2 separate regions of the Capsicum annuum genome follow, and region 1 is linked to region 2. Evidence: chromatin contacts called from public Hi-C data. All regions are on one chromosome and are shown on one strand. The core of a region is the stretch at or near the end of the contact, and the rest is flanking DNA. Distances in the headings are between cores, read along the strand shown.

What was found. Hi-C and Micro-C count contacts between places; a contact is called where the count stands out from the background.
Region 1: a Hi-C map of leaf shows a contact between it and region 2, with 2.7 times the contacts expected there. The contact joins the promoter of LOC107842421 here to the enhancer-like site in region 2. A contact is called at or near these places in 3 of 5 Hi-C or Micro-C datasets (bud, leaf and placenta).

The regions. Positions count from the first base shown.
Region 1 is chr1:182,800,318-182,806,943 of UCD10Xv1.1, reverse strand. LOC107842421 reads right to left here and starts at 1,792. Exons shown (of 12, transcript XM_016686289.2): 1 at 1,474-1,792.
Region 2 is chr1:182,678,317-182,684,548 of UCD10Xv1.1, reverse strand. It overlaps LOC107842448 (sodium/hydrogen exchanger 2), which reads left to right. Exons shown (of 15, transcript XM_016686299.2): 9 at 2,005-2,071; 10 at 2,205-2,305; 11 at 2,413-2,514; 12 at 2,620-2,758; 13 at 2,842-2,904; 14 at 3,015-3,098; 15 at 3,729-4,475. The coding sequence ends at 4,046. Among protein-coding and RNA genes, the nearest start is that of LOC107842448, 6.2 kb to the left of the region's middle. Within about 2 kb of position 4,073, at least 4 of the 5 cell types and tissues checked have an H3K27ac peak or open chromatin away from gene starts, as enhancers often do. A contact at or near this core is called in bud and leaf, where this site is marked.

The sequences.
Region 1 (6,626 bases), core at 543-3,042, 120 kb before region 2:
GTCTCTACTGGGATTTGAACCTATATGTTTCTCAGCCGGATTTATTGGCAAGTTCACATCTTGGGTGTCTGAACTTGAGGACGCTTACTAGCTAAAAGATCATAAGCCTCAAATCGCCTTCATGGGTATCAGGGTATCTCTCTACTTAACATGAACAAAAGTTGGTCCTTCATTAGCATGGATAACTAAGACAGACTAACAACCTGCACACTGTAAAGAATGCTAGCCTTCAAATTTATAGCAACAGGAAAATGCAAAACACAAAGGAAATAGGTAACAAAAAGAAGGCATGAAATGTGGAAGGTCAGTAACAAGCAAACTTCTGATTACGACCTGTATCAAATTTTCTTAGAATGTTAAGTAACCTCAAACTCTAGACACGCTAGGTCGTTGTACCCATTTGTAAAGGAGATGTAAGCTCTTTGACAAATTCATTAAAAGAACATGTTATAGGGTATCTGTTTGTGGGAGAAAAAACTTTGATGAGAGTAGCAACCATAAAAGTAAAGTTTAAGACTTTAAGTGGTATAAAATTGAGGAAGCCTCCCGCGTTCAATCATCAGTTACTTTTCATCAATCCCAAGTTAATTGGAGTTGGTTATATAAACTATCTCCATTCCCCTCTGTGCGCATTAGAAGTATTCATCATTGTTAGACCATGCTTAGATTGGTTGTCAACCTATGGGAACCTAACCCAAGTAATACTCTGGAGAAGTTACTTTCAGGTAAAACTACAACTTGAATTATCAAAATCTATCCAATAAAATGCCACGAGTACCCATGAAAAAATGTTTCACTCATCCAACAACAAATAAAGAATGCAAAAGGTCACATTTCATAAAGGAACCAAAAATGCATGTCCTTATATGTAGCACTATGTGAATGAAAAAACTAAATAAAAATCTATGAGTGGGCACCCAGAAAACTGGTATGTCAAGTACATTGATCATGAACTGCAGTGTTGGTATGGCACAATGCCACTACGAAAGTAAACTTTAATTGGACAAACAGTGGAAAAGTTCAGTTTTTACGTAACATCTTCAAACAATTTTACTATAATTTCTTAGATAGATAAACCTCAAAAATACCAAATTATATAGTACTTATTTATCCAAGTTTCTATACAAATTATCAACAAGAGATATACACAGTAAATTGTGGAATTGACGAAACAATTGATGAGTTACGCTTCAATTGGATCATTATAAAACCTATAATATAACAGAATTAAGACAGAGTTAGCTGACACCTATTGATGGTGGGCGGTGCAGTTGTCCCGTAGAATTAGTCAGGTGCGTGTAAGCTAGCTGGGACACCATGGTTATCAAAAAAGAAATAGATCTTCTTTTGAAAAAGATAATATAATAGAATTAAAAATATCTCACTGCTCTTTTCTTTTGAAAAAGCTAAAATCAATTTTAAATCTGTAAAAATAAAAATTAAGTGAAGAAACGGATAACATAGCGACATTACCAGATTTCACCGTAGATGATCACTTAGAATTTCGATACGACGACTCGGTGGGTAAACAAAGGGAATTTAGCAAAATGTGGACGAAATTTGGGGAGAGAAAGCTGAAATTCAGTTCGAAAAAGGTGAAGAGGGAAGAAATGGGGGAGAAAATGGCAATGCGAGTCATTGAAACCCTAGAAATCCCTTGAAGAAGTCGGCATTGATAAGAGAAGTAACGTCGCCGATGAAGAGGTGAAGGGGAAAAACAGAAGAGGTGGCAAACAAGGAAGCAAAGGCCTGTTTAACGAAGGATGGTGAAGTGTGCGTACGTCATAGTAAAGTAAAATTTGAGTTAAACGACTAAAAAAAAATGTTACGTTATTGTGGTAGGTGATTAAATTATTTTGGGATTATAATATGAGATTATAAATTTGGATTAATTTATGTTATTTAAGAAATAGGATAAAATACTCTCAAACTAAATGAATAAGGTAGGATATACAAAATTAAATCTGAAAAAAGATTTATAGCATCTATCAAACATGGTAGAGTATTAATTTTGTGTTAAATATAATCATAAGATATTACCTAGGGTGTGTGGTTGAGTCGTAGGTAGTAGGTAGGAGGGCTTTTGGTGTCCTTCTTGTTTGGCAGTGTTCAATATTTTTTGTGGATGTCATATCTATGTTATTTTATCATGTTTCATGCATTTATATATATATATATATATACTGTACTTTGTCTTAAGCTGGGGTTCTATCGGAAAAAGTCTCTCTACTTCTTTAGAGGTAGTGGTATGGATTGCGTACACTCTACCTTCCCCAGACCCTACGATGTGGGAATATACTGGGTTTGTTGTTGTTGTATAATCATAAGATATTACACCTTATCTTACACATAGGACTCCTTAAATAATCATGTTTTACAAGTTTCATACTTAAATAGTTTGATCATAAAATTATTTATTTTTTTAAAAAATAATTTTTTATGTTATATGACAAATAATATTTGACGATGAAAAATTCAAATTTAATTTAGAGTTGGATTTCAAATTTGAAAAACAACTTATTTTCACTTTTGAAATTATATTAAAGTACATTTATGGGTGCATATTATTCCAAATACTTTTACAAAAAGTATAATAACATAAATATCAACATTTTAGAAGTAATTATACTCTCTCCCACTTTTTAAATTATTTTACTTTCTCTCCCTATTAATATACATAACATAACCGACATATACATAGCATTTTGCGTATATGTTGGAATTTTTGTAATATGTTTAGGGAGTTGGAATTTTTTATAATATTGAAAATATAAGTTGTGTATTTGTGTAATTTTTAGTTACCAAAAATATAATCATGTACTACAATTTCAACTTTAATATTTCAAATAAATAAAAAATATTTAAAAGCTATGGTCATATGCCTGATTAAAATTGATGTTATTTTTAAAGTTAATAGACTCCTCTAAATTTTTTATTTTTTTTGTTAGTTTAATACTTTTAAAGTAAAAGGTGTTATTATCCCCTCAACTATCATATCTAAAACCTCTTTTAGTATCAAATGAATGAAAAATGATTTCACTCTTTTTATAGTGGGAGAGAGCTAAAAATTAAATTAAAAAGTGCATGTATTAATTCAAAATTACTACTGAAAAGAGTAGTTATATTTAGTTTCCACACATTATAAAAGGGAGTGAGGCCGCTATCTCAATCATTTGACATTGCACAAGAATTTTAGATAGAAAATGTTATAGCTTAAGAATAACAGCGATCCATAATTTAAGTATTAAACCAACAAAATGTGGTTTGAAAAAACAAGATATTAACTCATAACTATCATTAAATCATAACTTATAAAGGTTAAAACTTTCGATTTAAACAACAAGAACAACATACCTAGTTGACAAATGAAAAAGTAAAGTATTTACTAATGCTTACTTAGAGGCGATGGGGTAATCTAAGGCATTAATAAAAAATTTATAATGACTAAATATCGTCCTTAAACTATATGTTACAATCTTCATTGTATGTTTTTAATTTTGTTTGTATTTTGATCATTTTATTCCTCTTTGTAGTTGTTTTATGATTTTATGATCTGCGGTGTGGCTGCCATGATTTTCGAAGTGGTTCGTATTATCTGAGTTTTTTTTTATTTTAAAAGATTTTGGAGTTGGTATGATTAGCTTTGGTCAACATTTGGTGTTATCGAGGTCATATGAGAAATCTCTTAGTTCTGATAAATTTGAAATTTCACTTTTGAGTAAGTGAGACTTTTGGTTCGGTTCCTAAGACGTTCACATGAAATTCAAGTAGTTGATTGAAAAATTGAGAGGTTAAGGCATAGGATTGACTTCGGTCAACAATCATTGAAGACGGTCTCGCTTTGGTATTTTGATGATTTATTGAGTCTGAAATATCATTTTTAATCTACTAGCATAATTAATTTGTGTTCACAAAATTTTGAGTTAGTTTCGAGGGTTGATTTTGAGTTATTTTGTTGGTTGTAATTGTTGTTGGTTTGCTGGTGCTGGTGCAACCACACTGCAACCACACTTGCGATGCTTTGACTGTGTAACAATCTTCACAGTGATTTTTAGAATTTTTGGTGTTTTGATAATTTTAGTCCTTTTTGTAGTTGCTTCATAGTATTTATGAGTTATGAGAGTGGGTAACTCAACTCTTCAGGCATTTGGTTGGGTTTATTACAAGTTGTTGGTTTTAGAAGATTTTGAAGTTAATAGGGTTAACTTTGGTCAACATTTAGAGATTTGAACGTCGTATGAGAATTCCTTCAGTTTCATTAGCTTCAAAAAAATTTTTTGTTTGAGACTCGAGATTTTCAATGTGATTTTGAGAGCTTAGACGAAATGTTGAAAGTTTAGTCTATAGTTGACTTCGGTCAACAATCATTGAAAACGGCCTCCATCAGTTAATCATATGATCTGATTTAGTCTGAAATATTTTTATGATTGATTTGCATTATTGATTTATATCTAATGTGGTTTTGGGTGTTAAAAATAAGTTTAGAAATTAACTGTATTTTTGTTTAAAATTTCTAGTGCAAGCGTGATCAAGCTAAGGTAACATGATTACACTAAAAGATAATATTTGTTCAGTGGTAACAGTGTTAGGGTAGTGTGATGGCACTGGAGGACTCGGATGCTTGAAGCACTATCGCGGCAGTGTAGCGCGATATTATTGAAGAGGTTGGGCGCCTTCAGCGCGATTGCGCCAATTGAGCGTTATAGCTCTAATCGTGCTACAATACTAATTGTCTTATCATTTTTTGTCATTTTCTTTCCTCTATTGTTGGACCTCTAGAGCTTCATTTTGAGCGATTTTTTATGCATTTTCTTTCTTGAAAAGAAGTAAGTTTTCCAACCGTAGATTTTTATTTACCTCACTATTTTACCTCAATTTTGGGGTTAAATCAAGGTTAATGATTTCGAGTCTAAAAATTAATCTTATTTTTTTTTTATCAAACTTCATATTCAAGTTAACCTATGGGTAAGCTTTTTATGCTAAATTGAATATGTCCCAATGATTATTTCACAATTTCATCCTAAAATCTTATTTTTTCAACTTAAAATTCTGAGATTTTTTCGGTAAAGTTAAAGTATGCTATTTTGATGATTTCAAGATCGATTTCAACACTATTTTTGATGAGATTTTAGATCTGAACTCCTTTAAGTTATGAGTAAATTAATTATTGAATAAAATTTTAATTTTATCATTTATTTTTGAGGGAGTGTATTTTGATTGACATTTTGGGCCCAAATTATAACTTAGCAATATGTGCATTGTTGAACTCGTGTTTATATGTAGAGTGCATTTGATAAATTGGGAACACGCTAAGCTCGTTCAAAAAGAGAAGACTAGTTTGTGATTTTCTTGAGACTTGGGTTAGATTCGAAATAGGTTTTGACTTAATTTTTTTCAGACTTTGCTTGGATGGAAATTTATCTTGTAAAGTATTTTATGAGTTGGGTGAATTAATAATTTATGATAGAAAAGAGATAGTTTAGTTATTGTAGTGTCCGTGTGGGGGCTTTTCTTGTTATGACAGTAAAAGGAATGGTGTATTATTGTGATACTGTGTGAGGGCTTGTATTAATGATTGATTGTGATTTGGGAAGACTGATTCACATATTGCATTATTGAATTGTTATACACATTACTGACATATATTAAGACCTGTATTCACCCTAATCATGTATACTCACTGTAACACTCCAAAATTTTTTTATGTTTAAACTCAAACTTAGATTAGACAATCAGTTGAAAATTAAAATTTTTAAATAATATGACTCACTATACGAGTTGTATAGTGAGACTACGAGTCATGGGACGACTCATGGTAAGCTGACCAAAATTTTATCAAGGTTCCAGTCACTATGATTCATTGTACAAGTCGTGGAGTGAATGTATGAGTTGTGCAATGACTCATACTAATGAGAACTATAGAGATATGTATTTTCTCTCAAGGATCACAAGTCCACACCACGACTCATAGGTAGATCTCAAGAATCATAGAATATAATCATTCCCCCAAGATAAAACTAGGATCTAGGAACCACGAGTCAATAAACGACTCATGAAACTAATGTGTGGGTTGTATTGTTGACCCGTACCCTTAGAATCAATCAACCAAAGGGTGAGGAACTACGAGTCCATGTATGAGTCATAAGTCATATTACGAGTCATATAGTGACTCATGGTATGCATTTCAGTAGCTTTTAAAATGATTTTCAGGTGTAGCTTAGTCTTTTCCTTATTTCCTAATGCCTAAACTACAATATTTTAGCTATCACAGAAGGAGAATAAAGGTTAAATAGTTGATTCTCTTTTCATTTCATTAATTTTAAACCTTTCATGTCAGAAAAAGGTTCTCTTAAACCTCTCAAGCAAAAGTTAGGGTTCTTCTCCAAACTCTTGCATTCTCAAGTTCTTAGCAAGGATTACTCAGTCCAAGTATATGAGATTTTCAGCAAGGGTTTTCTTTCTCCCTTATGCTCAGAAAACTTCAATTTTTTTTATGGATTTATGAATTTATTATTTAGGGTTTATACTCATTCCCATGTACACTCCATGATCTTTATTGTAGCATGTTTTTCCTATGATTTTTTTCTTGAATTATATACTTATGCATGAATTATATTGTCAGAAAT
Region 2 (6,232 bases), core at 2,824-5,323:
CTATGTTACCGCAACTGTCAACAATGCAAAAGATGTAGAGAATATGTGGTAACCGTAATGGGCGGAGCGAGAGCCAATTTATAGAGGCTTAGACTTAAACTGATTTGTCCATCAAATAATGGGTCTATGGATGGGATCTACTAGTACCATCAGTTGCACGTAAAATAGATCTCATATATAGTGGTCATCATACACACCACAATATGACAAACAACTAATGCAAGTACATAATTTTGTGCTATATGTTACCTTCCATATATAGCTACATTAACAACTTACCATATCAGGTTCATAAGCTATAAAACATTTAATATTATGGTCCGCAATAATGTTTCATTGAGATTATCCCAATATCTCTAACAATAATGTATAGACTATACACCATTATAAAAGCAGGAAATTCATTAATGTATATTATAAACACTTAATTGAGCTCAGAATGTCAAAGCATCATAAATGCATCAATCATAAGTACAACCAAGACAAATTAATTGAACATGTTCTTTAAATGTCTTTGGCTTGTAAGCCCTTCGTTAATGGATCTGCAATCATGAGATCCGTTCTAATATTCTCTAGTGACACTCTTTGTTTTTGAACTTCTTCCTTGATGGTAAAGTACTTTAATGCCATATTTTTGGATCCTTTGGAGTACGTATCATTCTTGGAGAAGAATACTGTTGCAGTATTATCGAATTAATTTTCAGCGACTTGGTAATGGTGTTGACAACCCCAAGTCCTAAAATAAAGTTTCGTAGCTATAATGCATGATTTGTGGCTTCAAAACATGCTACATATTCTGCTTCATTTGTGGATGTAGCAGTGACAAATTATTTAGCACTCTTCTATGATACTGCTTCTTCAGCTAATAGAAACAATTAACCACACATGGACTTTCTAATGTCCACACATCTAGCAAAATCTAAATTAAAGTATTCAATACTTCCAAGTGATTAAATCTCCTGGACATGAGCATGTAACCCTTTGTTCCCTTTAGGTACCTCAAGTCTTTCTTTGCAGCTTTTCGTGATCAATTCCAGGGGTACTATGATACCTTCTTAGCATCCTGACTGCAACATAATATCCAATCTTGTACAAGTTTGAACATACATCAAACTTTCAACAATAGAGTAATGAATTGACTTCACTTCTTTTCGTACTACATCATTCTTCGGGCATTGCATAAGACTAAATTTGTCCCCTTTTTGAATAGGAACAACCCATGTTGAAACAGTTGTTCATGTTAAATATCTCTAGAACTCTTTCGACATAGCCTTTCTGAGATTTCTATCTCTATCACATAGGATGCCTCACCCATACCTTTCATTTCAAAATTCATAGAGAGAAAGTCTGTCTCACGCAATATGCCTAAATCATTAGCAACAAGTTAAATATTGTTTACATGACTAAAAATATAAACTTACTTCCACTAATCTTTTGGTATATACACCGATCAACAGTAATCTCCTTAAATCCAAAAGATGTTATGGTATCATTATATTTTATATACAATTATCGGAAGCTTGTTTGAGTCCATATATTGACTTCTTTAGCTTACACATCATTTGACCTTTAGAGAAGAGCGGAAACGTTAGTCGCGAAACAGGTTTCAACCTCCTTGCCTAGCCTTACGTTACCACAACCGTCAGTGGTGGAAAAGATGTAGAGAACTTGTGGTAAGCCTAATGGGGGAAGGGAGAATCATTTATAGAGGTTAAGACTTAATTTTGTACGTCCAAGTGTATGGACAAGATCTGTTCTTTATTAAATATTAATTATGGGCTTTACATTAATTGGGCCACAAATAAAATAATGTCTTACAATACATGTTAATGCTGAAGTTGGTAATTGGTGTTTGTGCAAACGACAGTCAAAAAAATTGACTATTGGTGTCTTCTTAGAATTTTTCTCTCTCTTAGATTGCAGAATTTAAGCTTATATGATTGACAAGAAACATGTTGTCTCTTCGTAAAGGACTTTGATTACTTACTTCTTGATGATCTCCAGGCACTCCACTGATCGCGAGGTTGCTATAATGATACTTATGGCATACCTATCATACATGCTTGCTGAAGTAAGTTTCTCGACTAAGTAGCTTGCTAACATTTTTCTCTGTCTGAAGGAAAGTCAAATCACTTCCTTTCTTGGAATATTTCTCTTTCAATAAAAGTTATTACTCTGAAAGTTTGAAACTATGTCAATTGCAGTTATTCTATTTAAGTGCAATCCTTACTGTGTTTTTCTCTGGGATCGTGATGTCTCACTACACCTGGCATAATGTGACTGAGAGCTCAAGAGTCACTACCAAGTATGTCATCCAACTTCCCGAACTATTTTGATGGAGTGTATTCAATTGCTCCTCTTTCTCCCGTGAGATGGTTTAATCCTAACATATTATCTTCATCTGTTTCCCAGGCACGCGTTTGCTACATTATCATTTATTGCTGAAATATTCATATTCCTTTATGTTGGTATGGATGCTTTGGACATCGAGAAGTGGAGATTTGTAAGCGACAGGTGAATTTCTATGTCACTGAAGTTCATCATATACTATAGGATTATATGCAAGTGGAAAAAGACTTACATTATTAATTTAATTTTTTTAAAAAAATCTATTTGCAGCCCTCAATTATCAGTTCAAGTTAGCTCAATACTGTTGGGTCTTGTTTTGGTTGGACGGGCAGCCTTTGTTTTCCCCCTGTCATCTTTGTCCAACTTGATCAAGAAGTCTCCAGAGGAGAAGATTAGCTTTAAACAGCAAGTATGTGCTAATAACCTGTTAGTTACTCTAAAAGTTCCTCAAATCATATGGTCTCCCATTATATCTTTTTGATGATTTTGCAGATTATAATATGGTGGGCAGGACTTATGCGAGGTGCTGTTTCAGTGGCTCTTGCTTATAATCAGGTAAACTACAATTATCCGATGTCACTCTGTTCAAGTTTGGTGGAACCTTTTTTTCATGTTGCATTTAGTCTTCGAAAGTTTTTGATGATTCCTTATTTTTATGCTTGCAGTTTACTAGGGGAGGTCATACTCAGTTACGTGGCAACGCGATAATGATCACAAGTACCATCACTGTTGTCCTTTTCAGCACAGGGGTAAGATTATATCTTTTTGTATACATTTAACATACATTCATGAAGTAGAGAAACATACAATAAAAAGCGTGCTCCTTCATGGTCATGAAATTGAGCATCTTAAGTTTTTTCTTCTGGAAACTTCAATAACATGCGCTTTCAAACAAAATTTTAGACCAGGCAGGCTGGCAACAATATTCCTCTAGCACTTGGCGGACACTTCTCTACTCGTGAAAGATTTAGAAACTTCTCAAAATCCATGTGTTTGACTGGTTATGTATGCAGCAAAATCCTCGGAACCAAAGTCTGTGCGACTCCAAATAGAAATTACAAATCCCTTAGTAGAGCTCTGTGACTCCAAATAGAAATTACAAACCCCTTAGTAGAGCTCTAATATTGTTGATGGTGGTCATGCTGGCAGTCTGTGGTAGCAGCATAGGAGTGAAATATGTCAGAAATGGTTTTAGGTTACATCGATGTGTACATTTTATTGAGAGTAACTACATCCTGATTCAAATGATGCATCCAAGTAATGATTTCATCTGAGACCTCATTCTTTCAACAAGAAACAATTCGAGAAAAAAGAAAAGACTTGAGGAAAAGTGGAACATTTTGAATGAGTTTTTACACTTTGTTTTTGGTCTTTTGCAGGTATTTGGGTTGATGACAAAACCTTTAATTAGATTATTGCTGCCCTCGCCAAGACATTTGAGCAGAATGATCTCTTCTGAACCGACGACCCCAAAATCCTTCATTGTGCCACTTCTTGACAGTACGCACGACTCAGAAGCTGATCTCGGCCAAAATGTACCCCGTCCTCACAGTTTGCGGATGCTCCTATCAACACCATCTCACACTGTGCATCGTTACTGGAGAAGGTTTGACAACGCATTCATGCGTCCTGTTTTTGGTGGACGAGGTTTTGTACCTTTTGTTCCAGGATCACCGACTGAACCAAGTGATCACTAGTTGCATTACTGGAGATGCTGATTGCAGAAAATCGGCCTTGGGGAGGGAATATGGCAGATTTTTGGTTTGAGGTTTTGCTTTCTGTTAATAGCTTTTGAGTGTTTCCAATGTGGTTAAAAAGGGGTTGTCTAGTTTATAGGGGTTGCAGATAAGTATATTCATTTGGGTGATCATGTTTTCAGCGCAGTTCTCGCTTTTGGTCATTGCTGACAATTTCTGTCGGAATTCCTAGGTTTTCTCCCCGACGGAGGTTTTCTTTGGGGGTTAATTTATCAGAACACCAAATAGGTGTATATTCTGAAATGCATGTGGCATAGCTACCTTAATTATCTTGTAAAATTCTGCTACAGGTTAGAGATTGGTTCTTGATATGTAGGTTTCACATGGTTGTAACATTCTTATTGCTCAGGAAAGTTGCTTTGATACAAATTCCTGGTGAATCCTCTTGGAAAATTTCTAGGTTAATTTTCGTTTGGTACACGACATAAGGTGGTAGGTGGAATATCTCATGATTAAGATTGATACTAATTTATACTCCCTCCCTTTCATAATAAATGAATTATTGAATTTTGGCACACAGATTAAGGAAAAACATTAAAGACATAAATTTAACATAACTTTTCATTTTTACCCCTAAAAAAGAAAAAATTGACCTTGTAATATTTTTTAAAAGTTAATTGGTTGTCAAATTATAAGGGTAAATTTAGAAAAAAATTCAATGATTCACTTAATTTGAAACTCCAATAAATACTTTAACAATTCATTTATTTTGAAACGGAGGGAGTATCATGTTTGGTTGATGGTATAAATTTATTCGGGACTAAACCTTCAACCAAACATGTTATAATCTTAATACCAAATTTAGTCTTGGATATAATATCTTATCCCATCCCGCGATTATACTCTACAACATCCCACATGGGATAGTTCAGGAATTATAGCCTTAGAGGTTGTTTGGTTGGAAAAGATTTATTCTGGGATAATTAATTTCGGGATTAGTGATCTCACGATGCATATGAGATAACTTATTTCATCACTTTGGTGTAAATATTGAGATAAATAATTTTGGTATTAACTAACACCTCACACAAAACAGGGAATCAAATAGTCCTTCATTTTATACTAGGACTTTTTATATACCTCCACCAAACGATCCCTTAGGATTATAATCCCGGGATAGTTTAATCTATGAGATTTGGGAGAGAGTGATCGAGCGAAGGTTGAGGAGGGTTGTGTCTATTTCGGAGAATCAGTTTGAATTTATGCCTGGTCGCTCGACTACAAAGGCAATCCACCCGGTGAGGAGATTAGTGGAGCAGTATAGAGAAAGGAAGAAGGATTTACACATAGTGTTCATCGACCTCGAAAAGACGTATGATAAAGTCCCGAGGGAGGTTCTTTGGAGGTGCTTGGAGGTGAGTGGGGTCCCGATGACGTACATTAGAGCTATTAAGGATATGTACGATGGAGGGAAGACCTGGGTGAGAACGGCGGGAGGTGATACGGGAAAAATAACGAAACACGAAACAACTCCAAAATAGTCCACTAATCTTAAGGATTTGAGGACTAAGATGGAAACCACTCTCGGATTCACTACTACAACAACAATACGAGATAACAACGGTGCATTTGACACTAGTAGCAACACAATGATAACAAGATAAACACAATGAGAAGAAATTGTGGATTCAAGAAGGACACAAAACAGTCCACTATGAATCTATAAAGTACAATAAGATAAAGATAGATAGATAGACCAAATGAGGGAATAATATTAACAACCCAAGAATTGTTACACCCTTGGACCTTTAGTACTACACACAACACTAACCTATCTCCTACATAGGCACAAGAGGGATCTCGATCTCCCAAGGACCAACATTTCCGAGCTTGAATCCAACACGAGTGATTCCACACTCAAGTTGATTTTCCTAGTTACAATTTCAGATTTGTGCCTCAAGGAGAGTGGACTTGTCTTTCAATGTTATACAACATTCATCATCATCAAAATCTAATGAATGAATCCCTAGAAGGTTGTATTTATAGTGTATTACAAGAATAGTGTGAAATGTCCAGAATGACCCTTTAGCCAAAGTCTTCAAGTGGACTCCCTTGGAGTGCATTGTATGGATGGATTTTGGAGCCTAGTTAGGCCTTCCTTTGCATTTCACATGTACACTCCAAGT